Regions from separate parts of the Mus musculus genome. Here region 2 is linked to region 1. Evidence: chromatin contacts called from public Micro-C data. All regions are on one chromosome and are shown on one strand. The core of a region is the stretch at or near the end of the contact, and the rest is flanking DNA. Distances in the headings are between cores, read along the strand shown. Region 1 holds the start of 1700113A16Rik (RIKEN cDNA 1700113A16 gene). Region 2 holds the start of Efna3 (ephrin A3).

Region 1 (6,836 bases), core at 2,833-5,332:
CACAACCATCCCAACTCCAGTTCCAGGGGATCCAACACCCTCTTCCGACCTCCATGGGCACTGGGCACACATATGGAACACGTGTTCAGAAAAAACATCCAAACACATAAAACTAAATAAAGCTACTAAAAAAGGTTTGTGTGTGTGAGGCCCTCCTGCCACAGTGTTTGTAGAAATGCTTTATGAACCAAGTGCAGCACACGCAGGGCTCTTTTTGCCTAATAAACCTCATGCTGCTGCCACCGCCACCGCCTCCTTTCCTCCCTCTCCCTGGGCAGGATCCCCAGAACACCCGGCATGCTTGGCAAGCTCTCTGTCACTTGGCCACACCAACAGAGTTTTGGGAGCTTTCACAGACATCACACAGTGCAAGCAGGTCATGGTGGCACATAGTTTTCCAGGATGGAGAGGGCAGTGCATTGGATCAGCACCTGACTTTACACTGAACATCTTACACTATTTGTTTTATCATTTATTTATGTAAGTTTTTCTCTGGTTCTTATTTGTTCATTTTGAAACATTGGGAATTAAACACAGGCACTGACAGATGCTGGGTAAGCAGTCTACTATCCTCATTCTCTCTCTCTCTCTCTCTCTCTCTCTCTCTCTCTCTCTCTCTCTCTAATTTTATATGTATGGTTGCTTTGCATGTATGTCTATGCACCATATGCATGCAAAGTGCACTCAGAGGCCAGAAGAAGGTGTCAAAACCCCTGGGACTGGAGCTACAGATAGCTCTGGACTACCATGTGGGTGCTGAGGATTGTACCTGATACTCCAGAAGAGCAGCCGGTAGCCTTTTAACATTTAAGACATCTCTCCAGCTCTCTTCTTCCTAAAGGAAGACTTGCTATGTAGCTCGGATTGGCCTTGGACTCACTTTCTGCTGAGATGACAGGTGTGTGACACCTAACTCAGTGTGAGACTTTATTTTGAGGTAAGGTCTCAGACTGGCTGTGAGAGCTAACCTTTGTTGTCATTCACACAATGAGGGATCTTCAGCTGAAGAATTGCCACCAACAGATTGGCCTTTGGGATAGTTGGGGGCTGGGGGTGCAGCTAAACAACAGAATGCTTATCTAGCACAGCTAAGGCTGTGAGTTCTATTCCCAGCACCACAATAAACAGACACATTAACTAGGTAAGTTAAATAAAAGAAAGAAAGAAAGAGAGAGAGAGAGAGAGAGAGAAAGAAGGAAAGAAAGAATGTAACTAGGGCTGCAGAGATGACTCAGTAGTTAAAGCACTTACTGTTGTTCTAGAGGATCCCTGGGAGGGAACCCTAGCACACACATCAGGTGGGTCACAACTGCTTATAACTCCTGCTCTAGGGGGCCTCATGCAGTCTTCTGGCCTCCAGTGGGTACCTGAACATGTGTGGTATACATACACTTAATAAATCTCTTATTTTTTTTTAGATTTATCTATTTTGTGTGTTTGAATGTTCTGCCTGCATCGCATGTCTGTGCACCACTTCTGTGCCTGCTGTCCATGAAGATCAAAAAAGTGTCCGATCTTCTGGAACTGAAGTTGGAATGACTGAGTTATCATGTGGGTGCTCGGGGAACTGTGCCTGGGACTCCCAAAAGAACAAGTGCTTTTAACTGCTGAGCCATCTCTCCAGTCCCTAAATAAATCTTTAAAACGGCATAAAATACTAGCTGAAGGGATCAAGCCAGAACACAGTGTTTCTCCATTGTTTTCACTTCCGTTCCTTCATCCAGGTTCCTGCCTTTAGCTCCTGTCCTGACTTCTTCTGGCGAGGGATATTAACTTGTAAGTTAATAAACTTGTAAGTGAAATAAACCCTTTCCTTCCCAAGCTGCTTTTGGTTAGAATGCTTTATTACAATTTAGAAAGCAAACCAGTAGACTGGCCTTGGACTTGCTGTGCAGTCCAAGCCAGCTTTGAATTCACAATCCTTAGTGTCCCAAGCATTTTTGTCACTAGGCCCACCATTTAAATTATTCTTTATACATATAAAATGGATGCCAGAGTCCCAGCATTTAACCAGTAAGCAGGCTGATGCCAGCCGCACGCACCCTGCCTGTGCTCTTTTCCATCCCACCCTCCAACTCTGCTCAGGTAACTACCAACACACCCCACCTTTACCAGCCCTCGGCTCTGCCAATGCTTCTGTTATTTTGTTATATTTGAACTTCAACAACTTTAACTCTGCCTATGCTCTTCCATCCCTGGATGGCTCAGTATTTAAAAGCACTGACTGCCAGGCGTGGTGGCGCACGCCTTTAATCCCAGTACTTGGGAGGCAGAGGCAGGCGGATTTCTGAGTTCGAGGCCAGCCTCTACAAAGTGAGTTCCAGGACAGCCAGGGCTATACAGAGAAACCCTGTCTCGAAACCCCCCCCCCCCCAAAAAAAAGCACTGACTGCTCTTCCAGAGTTCCTGAGTTCAATTCCCACCAAACACATAGTGGCTCATAACCATCTGTAATGGGGTCTGATTCCTTCTTCTGGTGTGTCTGAAGACAGCTACAGTGTACTTATATAAATAAAATCTTAAAAAAAAAAAAAAAGAGTAATTATCCCAACTTGACACTAGGTCACTGCGAGCAACAGTCCCTAACAATATAGGACCCCTGGGTGGGGAGATAGGGCCTCTTGGCTGCTTCACCTGGACAGTGTTTTTTGGGACTCCAGCATCTTAAGCCTCAGCTTGGGATCTGTCTACACGATGTGGCGGCCACTGTAATCTGGGAACGGAACTCCTTCTAGGCAAGTGCTCTACCATTAAACTAAGCTATACCTCCATCCCAATAGAAGGGTTATGTGAGGACCTCTTGAGTGAAAGAGTATAAGACAAACTGTGAAACCTCTCTAAATAAATATTCTTACTACTGTAGCAAGGTGTCTGCACAGATTCAGGCCAATAGCTCTCAGGCTATTCGCACTATAATCTTACCGCCAGAAGACAGGAAAATAGAGCAAGGCGTGTCCAACCTGTGGCCCATTAAAGTGGACGGCATCTGTGACTACTTCTCCAAACAAAATCATTTGTGGCTCTTTTTTTTTTTTTTTTTTTTTTTTAGACCAGAGTCTCTTATATTTCGGGATAGCCTTGAACTTCTAATCCTATATGCACACACCAGGTCGAACTCCAGCAGAACTCCGGGCTCGGAGCTACATCCCCAGCCCCGCGATTTTTTTCTTTTTTAAATATTTATTTGTTTGTTTATTTATTTATTATATGTAACTACACCATTCATTTATTTATTTATTTATTTATTTATTTATTATATGTAACTACACTGCAGCTGTCTTCAGACACCCTGGACTGGCATCAGATCTCATTACAGATGGTTGTGAGCCACCATGTGGTTGCTGGGATTTGAACTCAGGACCTTCGGAAGAGCAATCAGTGCTCTTAACCACTGAGCCATCTCTCCAGCCCCCTTTTTTAAATAATTCAATCACGCAGTTTTTCGGCGTGGACTTTGTGGTTAACAGTTTTGACAATGACAAATCGTTGCATTCGCCTGTCGGATTCTCCTTCTGGAACGCCCAGGCAATGCCAGATCTTACGCAGTGCTGTCAATCTCAGTAAAATTGCCAAGGCTGAGGGTGCTAATTCTCAATTTGTGCAGGAAGTTGACGATGGGGGTTTTACGCATGCGCACCTCCTCAGAGCCCCAGAGAAACTGCCCAAAACTAGAGCTTCACGTAGTTTCACCCTTGCTGAACCTTCTGAGTACTACGCACGCATCTTGTGCAGGCAGCGGTTGGCCGGTGCTTCCATCACTCACCCGAAGGGCCAATGGAGTGAGCCTAGTTACCTACTTCCCCCTGAGTAGCAGGCGGCGCCGGGCGTGGCTTGAAGGCCTTTGTTCCACGCGCGGCGGAACTTTACGAGAGGCTCCGGAGCGTGCTCTGCCACCTGCTAAGCCCCGGAGACGCAGTCAAGGGTCTCAGCGACACCTTGGGGGAGTGGGGCAGAACGTACGGAAATGGATGTTAGGCGACTCTACAGCCTACCTTCTATACCCGCCCCCTTTCGCCTTAGAGTGGAGGGTTACTTTGAAACCCGGAAGCAATTCATCTCCGGAACACACCGCGGGTCACGTGGGGGCGGTGCGTAACGGGCGCGTGATCCGGCGTCCTGCGGGTCTTCCCCTCCCCAGGGGCACCCAGCATGCTTTGGGCACGTGGCAGCTCATGTCCTAAATAGGAGTAGTCCTGGGCCGCTATCCTGTGAGGGTGGAGACGCTCCCCGAGACTGGACAGACACCGAGAGGTGGAGCTGAGCCAATACGAGGCTAAGGGGTAAATCTGACTCACCCGAGAGGCCGGAACTGACCTGCTGCAAACTACCAAGGAACTTCGCTAGGCTGGGTGGCTAGAACGGGGGGGGGGGGGGGGGACCTGTAAACTATGCTAAGGCTACCTCTTCTATTTGAGACCCAAGTCTGAAACAGGACAGGAAAGTGGATTTGCTCTTCGTCCAGGTAGTGAGTGATTTCAGGCTGCAAACATTCAGGTCCAGAGCCTGAGATGAGATCGCCTGGGTCCCTTCCACATCTGCTGATCCTTGAACAAGTTCCCACACAATCACAAGGCTGGAAAAGATAGCCCATGGGACTAAAGGATGAGTCAGACCAAAATAACCACTGGCCTCGTGGCATGAACAGTTAGACAGCACTGATTGCTCCTAAGAACCACTGACCTTGATAGCTGAGTCCAAGAGACCCACACCCTAGTTCTATTTTATATGGCAATACTCGAGGAACTCGTCCTTCAGCTAAAAAAGAGATCAGCTTCAAAAAGTTGCAACTTGGGAGTATTTTTTATTAAAAAAAAATGTGTATGTACACATGTGTCCTGAGGAGACCAGAGGGGTGTTGTATAAGAATGTTTGCTGGGGGAGTCAGTGGTTAAGAGCATTGACTGCTCCTCCAGAGGACCTGTGTTCCATTCTCAGCACCCACATGGCAGCTCACAACTGTCCTTACATAGACAGACATGCAAGCAAAACATCAATGCACATAAACAACAAAAAATGTTTGCTGACCTGAATTGGTTCTAGCACCCATGCCAACATCTCACAACTGCCTGTAACATTAGCTCCAATAAACTTGATGCCCTGCTCCAGCCTCCAGGGACACTCATGCACACACACACAAGAAAATAAAATCCACACCATTGCATACACTAGCAAGATTTTATTGAAAGGACCCAGATGTAGCTGTCTCTTGTGAGACTATGCCGGGGCCTAGCAAACACAGAAGTGGATGCTCACAGTCAGCTAATGGATGGATCACAGGGCTCCCAATGGAGGAGCTAGAGAAAGTACCCAAGGAGCTAAAGGGATCTGCAACCCTATAGGTGGAACAACATTATGAACTAACCAGTACCCCGGAGCTCTTGACTCTAGCTGCATATGTATCAAAAGATGGCCTAGTCGGCCATCACTGGAGAGGCCCATTGGACACGCAAACTTTATATGCCCCAGTACAGGGGAGCGCCAGGGCCAAAAAGGGGGAGTGGGTGGGTAGGGGAGTGGGGGTGGGTGGGTATGGGGGACTTTTGGTATAGCATTGGAAATGTAAATGAGCTAAATACCTAATAAAAAATGGAAAAAAAAAAAGAAAAGAAAATCCCCCCCGCCCAAAAAAAGCCGGGCAGTGGTGGCGAACACCTTTAATCCCAGCACTTGGGAGGCAGAGGCAGGTGGATTTCTGCGTTCGAGGCTAACCTGGTCTCATAGTGAGTTCCAGGACAGCCAGGAAACAGAGAAACCTTGTCTCGAAAAACCAAAAAAGAAAAAGAAAATCACATAAAAAACACAACAAAAATATGCACTGTCTTTCATTTGTGTAGGCACCATGCCAGATAATGTCCAGTCAGTATTTTTTAAGATCCTTGGGATCATGTTAGAATGTTTGGCTTAGTTTCATTTTATTCTTTTTTTTACTAGAATTCCATGTATTCCAGTTATCCTGAGCTCACGTACAGCAGAGGATACCCCCGAGTTTCACCGCCATCTCTTACTAGGATTCCAGGTGTGTGGCACTGCCTCTTGAAGTATTAAGCGCTGAGTGAAGTGTGAGCCCAGGACTTCTTGCTTGCTGGGCTGTCCCATCCCTGTGCCATCTCTGCAGCCCTTGGAGGTAGTGCTTGAATTGAAGTTGTCTCTTTCTGGGTGATTCCAGGTTGTGTCAAGTTGACAAAACCAACCAGGCTACACTACACCTGCCATTTTGTACTCTATGAAGCAGCACACTCAGTGTTGACAAGTATCAAATCAAAGTATTAGTTCTGAAAAATATTGAAGAGGTTCTACATGGAGAACTGTCAAATATTCAGCCAAGCTTGACTGATTGTTTTTTGAATTAAGACAGGGTTTTACTCTAGCCTTGGCTGTCTGTATGTCGATCAGGTTGGTCTAGAACTCAAGAGAGTTTTGCCTGCCTCTGCCTTTCACGTGCTAGGATTAAAGGCATGCACCACTATACCCAGCCTTCAGCCAAGAGTTATATAAAAATAAATCCATCTTATTAGTATGAAAACTTGCTTTAATTTCTTCATGTAGTCTTAGCTGGGCTGGATGCTTTAATCTTTAATAACTATTAAGATTATAAATATAGACCAGATAGTTTATGTGTATTAAAGAATTTTATTTAAAACAAATCTGGGGGGCTATGGAGATGGCACAAGTATGTCTTCAGGTCAGCAAAGCTAGGTACAGTTGTGGGTGCCTGTAATCCCACAAGAGAATCATTTGGGCATGTGGCCAGCTAGTATGACTAAAATGACAAACTCCAGATTCGGTCAAGAATGACTGAGGAGGACACCCACCCACCCACACAAATACACAAACTT
Region 2 (7,218 bases), core at 2,854-5,353, 1.1 Mb before region 1:
ACCTACTTGACCTACTGTGGGCGATGAAACCAGGAAGTGATTTTATTAGTAGCAGGCAGCTTGATCATTATTATTACTTTGAAACAGAGTCTCATTTAGCCTAGGTTGGCCTCAAACTCATTTTGTAGCTGAGGATGATTTTGAACTTTTGATCCTCCTTGCCTCTACCTCCCAAACTCTGGAACTATAGGCACGACTATACCTGATTTATTTTTTAAAATATAGGCTGGGTGGTGGTGCTCACCTTTAATCCCGCATTTGGAGCAGAGGCAGGTGGATCCCTATGAGTTGGAAGCCAGCCTGGTCTACAGAGCGAGTTCCAGGACAGCCAAGGCTACAGACAGAAACCCTTTCTTGAAACAACAACAAACAAACAAACAAACAAACAAACAAACAAAAAGACTGGGTATGTTGGTATATGACTCTAACCCTAGCAGCCAAGAGGTTGAGGCAAGTGGATCTCTGTGAGTTCAAGGCCAACCTGGTCTACACAGGGAATTCTAGGACAGTCAGGACTACATAGTGAGACCCTGTCTCAAACAAGCAAACAAAATGCCTTATTTTATAATTTTATGTGTATGGGTGTTTTGCCTGCATGTATGCCTATGCACCATGTGTGTGTCTAGTGCCTGAAGAGGCCAGAAGAGGGGGTAGAATCTCATGGAACTGGAAATACAGGTGATTGTAAACTGCCATATGGGTGCTGGGAATCGAACCCAGGTCCTTTGCAAGAGTAAAAAGTGTTCTTACCTACTGAGCCATCTCTTCAGTCCCTAACTACACTTTTAAAGAATGAAACAAAAGACGGTCATAAGGACACGTCCCTTACAGCAGTGGTCAGTATTGCTTTGTGAAACTGCCTATGTCCCATGTCACAGTACTGTAGATATGTGTGTACATACGTACTGGCTGGCAGCACCAGACAGATAATCTATTCCTACCGCAGGTCAGTCAAGAGTGACTGGAGTCACAGATAGAGATAAAGGTGTACTCCCCACTGACAGAGGACTCCTCCTGCCACACATCAGGCCCTAGGCACAAAGAGCAACTCATCCCACTCACAGAAAGACCGAGTCCTTCAAGAATTCCAGTCCCGAAGGGCAGTGGTGGCGCACGCCTTTAATCCCAGTACTTGGGAGGCAGAGGTAGGTGGATTTCTGAGTTCAAGACCAGCCTGGTCTACAGAGTGAGTTGCAGGACAGCCAGGGCTACACAGAGAAACCCTGTCTCGAAAAACCAAAATCCCAGCACTGGAGGCAGACGCAAGTGTTTGAGGCTAACCTGGTCTAAATAATGAGTTCCAGGACAGCCAACAATACATAGAGAGCCTCTGTCTCAAATAAGTAAGTTAGTAAATAAATACATAAATTCCCAGTCCCCTTGGGGCTTTTGAACAGCTGTAGCTAGGGATGCATATACTGCATGGTCTATACACAGAACTGCCTCATACCCTTGTGAAGTTTGTACTTGGCACAAAAAAAGTTACAACATACACAAAAAGAAGCTGGCATTAGCATTAGCTCACACTCCCTTACTAAGATGGGGAGACACATAAGCCCACTTCCCACCAAAGGAAGTTGCACGTTTTTTGTTTGCTTTTTTTTTTTTTTGTACAAAGTACCACTTGCCAAGAGTGCACTCTAGAGACAGAATCTTCATAGAGGGGCCCAAATCAGTCAGCTAACACTTCCATGGAAGAAGCCTGAATACCAGAGGATCAGATCCCACAGACACAGGCCCCACAGAGTGTTCAAAGTCGGATTTTGGCCAGAGAAAAAAAAGATGGTCTTAAACCCAGGGTTAAACAAAGAGGGTCCCAGGAAAACAAGGGAAACAGTTCAAGGAAAACAGCCCCCCTTTAAAAAACTATTTATAATTATGTGTGGACCCCCCTTGTGTGTGTGTGTGTGTGTGTGTGTGTGTGAGTGAGTACAGGTACCTTTTGAAGGTGTAAGATCCACCAGAGCTAGAGTTACAGACAGTTGTGAACCATCTGGTGTGGGTCATGGGAAATGAACTTGGGTCCTCTTAGAAGAATAGAAAATGTTCTTAACCTGTGAGCCGCCTCTCCCGCTATGAAGCTCTATGGATGACTATTGGTCAGAGAGGGTGGAGTACAACATTCTAAAGAGAAATTTCTGGGCTCTAGAGAATGGGGCCCAAATCACACAAATCTTTAAATTAAAGCCAGGTTTTATTATTTGTGTATTTTTCCAGTTATGGGGATTGAACCTAGGCTCTCATACAAATGCCCTACCAATAAGTACATTCCCAGTTTGGAGCCCAGATTCTAGAAACAGAAATCTTAAGTTTTCAAAAAAAAAAAAAAAAAAAAGTTCTGGACCAGTCCAGCACCCTGCACTCGTATGCTTGTGGGCAGGCTACCCGGTGACGCTGCCTTACAGAGAGACGCTTACTTCTTTGAAGCAAAGGTATGGCACAGAGGGGCTGAGGCTGGGGCTGGGGCTGGGGCTGGGGCTGGGGCTGGGGCTGGAACTCCCAGGAGTAGGCAGTTAGCATTATTTGGGTGAAGCAAATCTCTTTGGGAATGAAGAGAGCTGTTTGCAAAGTCCCTCACTCCCATCTCAAAGGGCCTCATTTATTTTCTGGCTCCCAAGAAGAGAGAGAAGGTATCTCCCAGGAGTGGAGAGGTATCCCAGGAGGACAGCACCCACTCTTGCCTAGCAGCAGGGAGGCATGGTACCTACTGTGCATGCGGTGCCCTTCCCCCAAGGCAGGCGTGTGGTCAGGGCCTTGTACTGCCAAAGGTAACTGACTGAGGTGCTGCTATCTTTCCTACCTCTTGAAACACAACAAAACAGCAATGTGCCTGCCTCCCTGGGCACAGGTGCTGTGGGTTCTAAGAACCCAGTAAGGCCCGGTTCTGCTTTGTCTTTCAGTCTGGGCTTCTGGGAAAGAGACAAGATAAGGGGTGAATGCCTAGTAGATCTGTATTCTGGATCCCTCACAAAGAGGGTCAATCACATGGGAGAAGAGTGTGTCTGTATACGTCAGTGTCTCTGTCTAGGGGCCTATGTTTACACCAATTTCTACTCTATAGGCACCTTGTGTGCCTAGATTGGACTGTATGTCAAGTGTCCATTGCTCCTGTTTCTGGATATGGACACCTTTATTTTTTTTCTCTCCCATCGCTGTGTGCATGTCATCTTTGTGCCTGTATGTCCCTAAGAAGACAACTGCTGTGGCAAGTGCTGGAATATAAGGTGCCCTCTGTCCTTAGAGAAAGCATCTATGGAAGCAGGAATGAGCGTGCCTAAGGACATCACTGAGGGAATCGGAGGCAGTGAGGGGACCTCTGTGGGCTTTCCAAGAAGACTGCTCCATTCCTGCCTGGCTCCAACTCGCCTTGGCAACTCACCACCACCAAATACCTTTGCCCTGGATTACCATAGAAGGCTTAGGCTTTTTTTTTTTTTTTTGAGACGGGGCGGGGGGTGGGGGTGGGGGGACACGGTCTCGCTGCGTAGCCCTGCCTGGCCTGGTACTTGTTACACAGACCAATGTAGGTGCCCTCGAACTCACAGAGATCTGCCAGGCTCTGCTTCTAGAGTGTCAGGATTAAGGAAGTATAGCTACTGTGCCCAGCCCCCAGAAGGTGACACTCTGGGCTGAGGTGTTCTGGTTTGGCTTCAGGTGAGGGCCTTCAGGCAGCCAGCTGTTAGCTCTTGGTACCACCTGAAGGCTTCCCCATCTTGTGTCCATTTAACTCCTTGCACACATGGAAAGGGGTGGAGGAAGTAGAGGTCCGATATGGGTCTACTCTTGCTTATTCCAGACGTAGATCTTCGCTCAACGCCCCCACACTCTATGGAGAAAGGTGTGGACCTACACCAGATGTATGTCCAGGTCTTGGCTTCCAAATCCTTCTGTGAACTCCAAGCTTGGGGGACCTAAAGACGCAAACCTCTGCAGCAAATCACCTAGGAGAGAGGAGAGGCGCGTTGTTCCTAAAGGGGCTACACAGTATGGGTCGCCCACGCGCGGCGCGCTCTGGGCTCAAGTGGGGCGGAGCCCCGCGTGAGCGCGCCAGGGGCGGGGCTTCGGGGGCGCGCCCAGAAGGGCGGAGGGAAGGATTGTGGGCGTGACTAAGATTGGGGGCTGGCAGCGGCGGCAGCAGGGAGCTGGGAAGCTGAGAAGCCGGGAGTGCGGGGCTCAGTCGGGGGGCGGCGGCGGCGGCGGCTCCGGGGATGGCGGCGGCTCCGCTGCTGCTGCTGCTGCTGCTCGTGCCCGTGCCGCTGCTGCCGCTGCTGGCCCAGGGGCCTGGGGGCGCACTGGGAAACCGGCATGCGGTATACTGGAACAGCTCCAATCAGCAGTGAGTCGGGGACCCGGAGAACCCGTGCGTCCCGCGTCAGTGATGGGGGAGCTGGTGGGCCCGAGAAGTCCTAGGGGAACCTGGCAGCAGTCCTGGGAGACAGGCTTGGTACCGAGAGGCGAGGGAGAGGGGACGCACTATGTGGGCGTCTGTGAAACTCGGGGGTGTCTGAGAGAAGCTGTTGGGGCATAGTAAAGAGCGCTCTGGCCGTGCGGAGGAGGCTGTTGGGGGTCCCTAACCCCATCTTGGTTTCTCTCCACACTCGCCAATGGAATAGTGTTCTCTGTCCCGTAGTCTCCCCCACCATCCACGCTCCTTTTGGCTAGGTTGAAGTCTGTGAGTACCGGTGTGCTAGGGATAGGCCGCTGCGTTTGGGAGCTGAAGGATGACCTGTTTTCAGCCTGTAATGTTGATGGGGTTCTGCTTAAGACTCTTGGTTTTAAAAGTGGGGTTCGGCATTAAGGCAGGAACTCCGATTCTCCACCTCCTCAGGACGAAGGGTAAGGGGTTGCTCTGGTTGTGTGAATAAGCCCTGCTGGGGTGAGCCGGGCCAGGGTCGCGAAGTTGGGGGGCCCTAGGAACGCAGGGTACTGGTGAGAAGGAAGAAGGCAGAGATGTCGGCATGTCACACACACACACACACACACACACGCACACACACACACACACACACGCACTGAAGCTAGGGACGGCGTATGGCACTGAGTGTGAACGGGCGTGCGCGGCTGTCAGTGTGCGTGTGTCTGTGTGTGATTTGTGTGTCTGCGTCGGCGACCGTCTAGGGGTGGGAGCGGGCGGCGGATCGGGGAGGGGGCTGCGGTCGGTGTCCGCGTGGCCAGTCTTGTCTGGGCTGGGGTGGCTCTTGGCGCCGCCGCGGTCTGGGCGGGTGTCAGGGCGGCCGTGTGGTTTCCTCCGGTGTGTGGCGCGGCGGCTCGGTGCCGGCTGCCGGACCGGGCCATCATTCTGCACAGTCCTTGCTGCCCTTGTCTTCTCCCTGCCGAGCTGTCGTGTGTATCACTCTGGCCACCTCAGTGTATTGGTAGGGGGATCCCTGGGGACACGGGGATCACTGTCACACCTGCCCGGGCGGTGGCGGCAGCTTTGCTTCTGACTCTCCGCCCTGGGGGCCGACTAGGGAACAAATGGTGAGACCCCAGGGGAGGGGACCTGAAGGGCCTCGACCACGACCCCCAACCTTCCGGGGGAGGGGCTCCTGCTTGCTGCTCTGCTCTTTGTTGTTTGGGGCTCTGCGCCTCCCCCTCTTTCTCCTCGCGCCCAGAGTGTCAGACTGGGGGTGGGGATGAGCTAATGACGCCCCCCTTTCGCTTCCCATGGAAACCTCGGGGGTGGGGTTGCAGCCCCTCCCCCCCGGAGCGGGACTCCATCCTCCCCGGGGGGCCCCGAGGGCTGACTCCCCTGCTGTATCTATCTTGCTCATCCCCCCCTTAAGATTTACACGTCCGACCCCCGCCCCGCTACAGTCTGGCACGAGCAGAGAGCTCGCAGGCGAGAGACCCTGGGTTCCCCGCCACCCTTGGGGAACCCCACTGCTGGTAGCTTGCCAGAGCCTAGGGGGTGTGGAAATAGCCTTGGGGGGAGCGTTGATCAGGTTCACCTCCCCCGCATACACCTGGGCGCAGGTGAAAGCTCCGGAACGGGATGGTTCCCAGAACCTCCTTTCGCCCTCTCCACTCCGGTGTGGGCAGGGACCGACGGAGGTAGGAGGCGGCGCACACCGGACCAGGAGGCCGCTGCCGCCCCCGCCCCGCTTCCCGGGCCTTTGTTGCCGCTGCGCCCGGACTCCCCGGCTCTCTCACTGCGGCATCCGCGGCCCCATAAATCGTGAGAGCGACGTGCTCCAGAGCCGGGAGTGGAGAGGGCCGGGGAGCTGGGGGCGGGGCCGGGCTGAGCCACAGGCTCCCAGGCCCCCCCAGTCACGTGATCTAGGTTCCTGGCTCCCACCTCTCATCACGTGTAGAGGGTCTCTGCCCCTTGGGGTCACGTGGGGAGGGTCTGCGACCCCGCCTCTTGGGGTCACGTGGGAGGGTGCTGGTGGGACACGTGCAATAGCCTCCTTTGACAGACCTGCAGTAGCCTACTCCGACAGACCTGGGGCGGGTGGCTGGGTCCTGGCTACCTAGCTATCACCCCTTCCCCCAGTCAGCCCCTTGAGTTATAGTCCCTGGGAATAATCGAGACCTTTTCCTAACCTGGCCCAGAAACTAGGACGCGGTGGGAGCAACCTTATTGGAGAGAGTGGTGAGAGTGTGAAGCCGTGGGGTCTCCTGCGTCGGGGACTGAATGGGGGCGGAGTTGAAGGCCAAACATGTCTTTCCCCCTCTCCAGAGCCTCATTTCTGTGAACTAAAACGAAGGTGTTGCTACTCTCCTCTAGAGCATCTTCTTCTCGTGATCTCCCTACCTATCTAGGAAACGTTGCTGTTGCTGACGACTATCATTCACACATTCATTCAACAAATATTTATTGAGACCTCTACTACGCCCGTGGTGGTCAGTTTTCGTCTGCTCGCCAGTGTGTCCAGATTTCTCTTCTGCGCTGTCTCCTCTGCTGTGGGCCTCTCTGGACTCAATGCTGACTCTTTGCCGTTTTTTTTTTTTCCCCCAAGTCTTGCTTGGTTCTCATTCATTTCCTCCCTTTCCCGGTTTCTGGCTTCCCCTCTCTCTCTCTCTCTGTGCCTCCCTCCCTCCCTTTCCCTTTCGGGCGAATCCGTCTGTGTTCGCCTCCCCTCTGTATATGGCAGAGTCTTTCCATCCCTGTATGTCTCGCTTTCGGCGGGTCCTCGCTCTTCTCCGCCGCTGCAGATCAATAAACCTCCGCCGCCGCTGCTGTCGCTACTGTCGCAGGGTCGAGGGGCGGGGGTG

What was found. Hi-C and Micro-C count contacts between places; a contact is called where the count stands out from the background.
Region 2: a contact with region 1 is called in a Micro-C map of embryonic stem cells, with 4 times the contacts expected there. The contact joins the promoter of Efna3 here to the promoter of 1700113A16Rik in region 1. A contact is called at or near these places in 1 of 39 promoter capture datasets (liver) and 1 of 484 Hi-C or Micro-C datasets (embryonic stem cells).

The regions. Positions count from the first base shown.
Region 1 is chr3:88,175,031-88,181,866 of GRCm38.p6, reverse strand. 1700113A16Rik (RIKEN cDNA 1700113A16 gene) reads left to right here and starts at 4,082. Exons shown (of 3, transcript NR_045997.1): 1 at 4,082-4,280; 2 at 5,932-6,016.
Region 2 is chr3:89,319,824-89,327,041 of GRCm38.p6, reverse strand. Efna3 (ephrin A3) reads left to right here and starts at 4,103. Exons shown (of 5, transcript NM_010108.2): 1 at 4,103-4,336. The coding sequence starts at 4,209. Gm15998 (a long non-coding RNA gene) reads right to left here. Exons shown (of 2, transcript XR_003954662.1): 2 at 6,802-7,218. It overlaps Gm34118 (a long non-coding RNA gene), which reads left to right. Exons shown (of 3, transcript XR_375829.3): 3 at 947-1,139.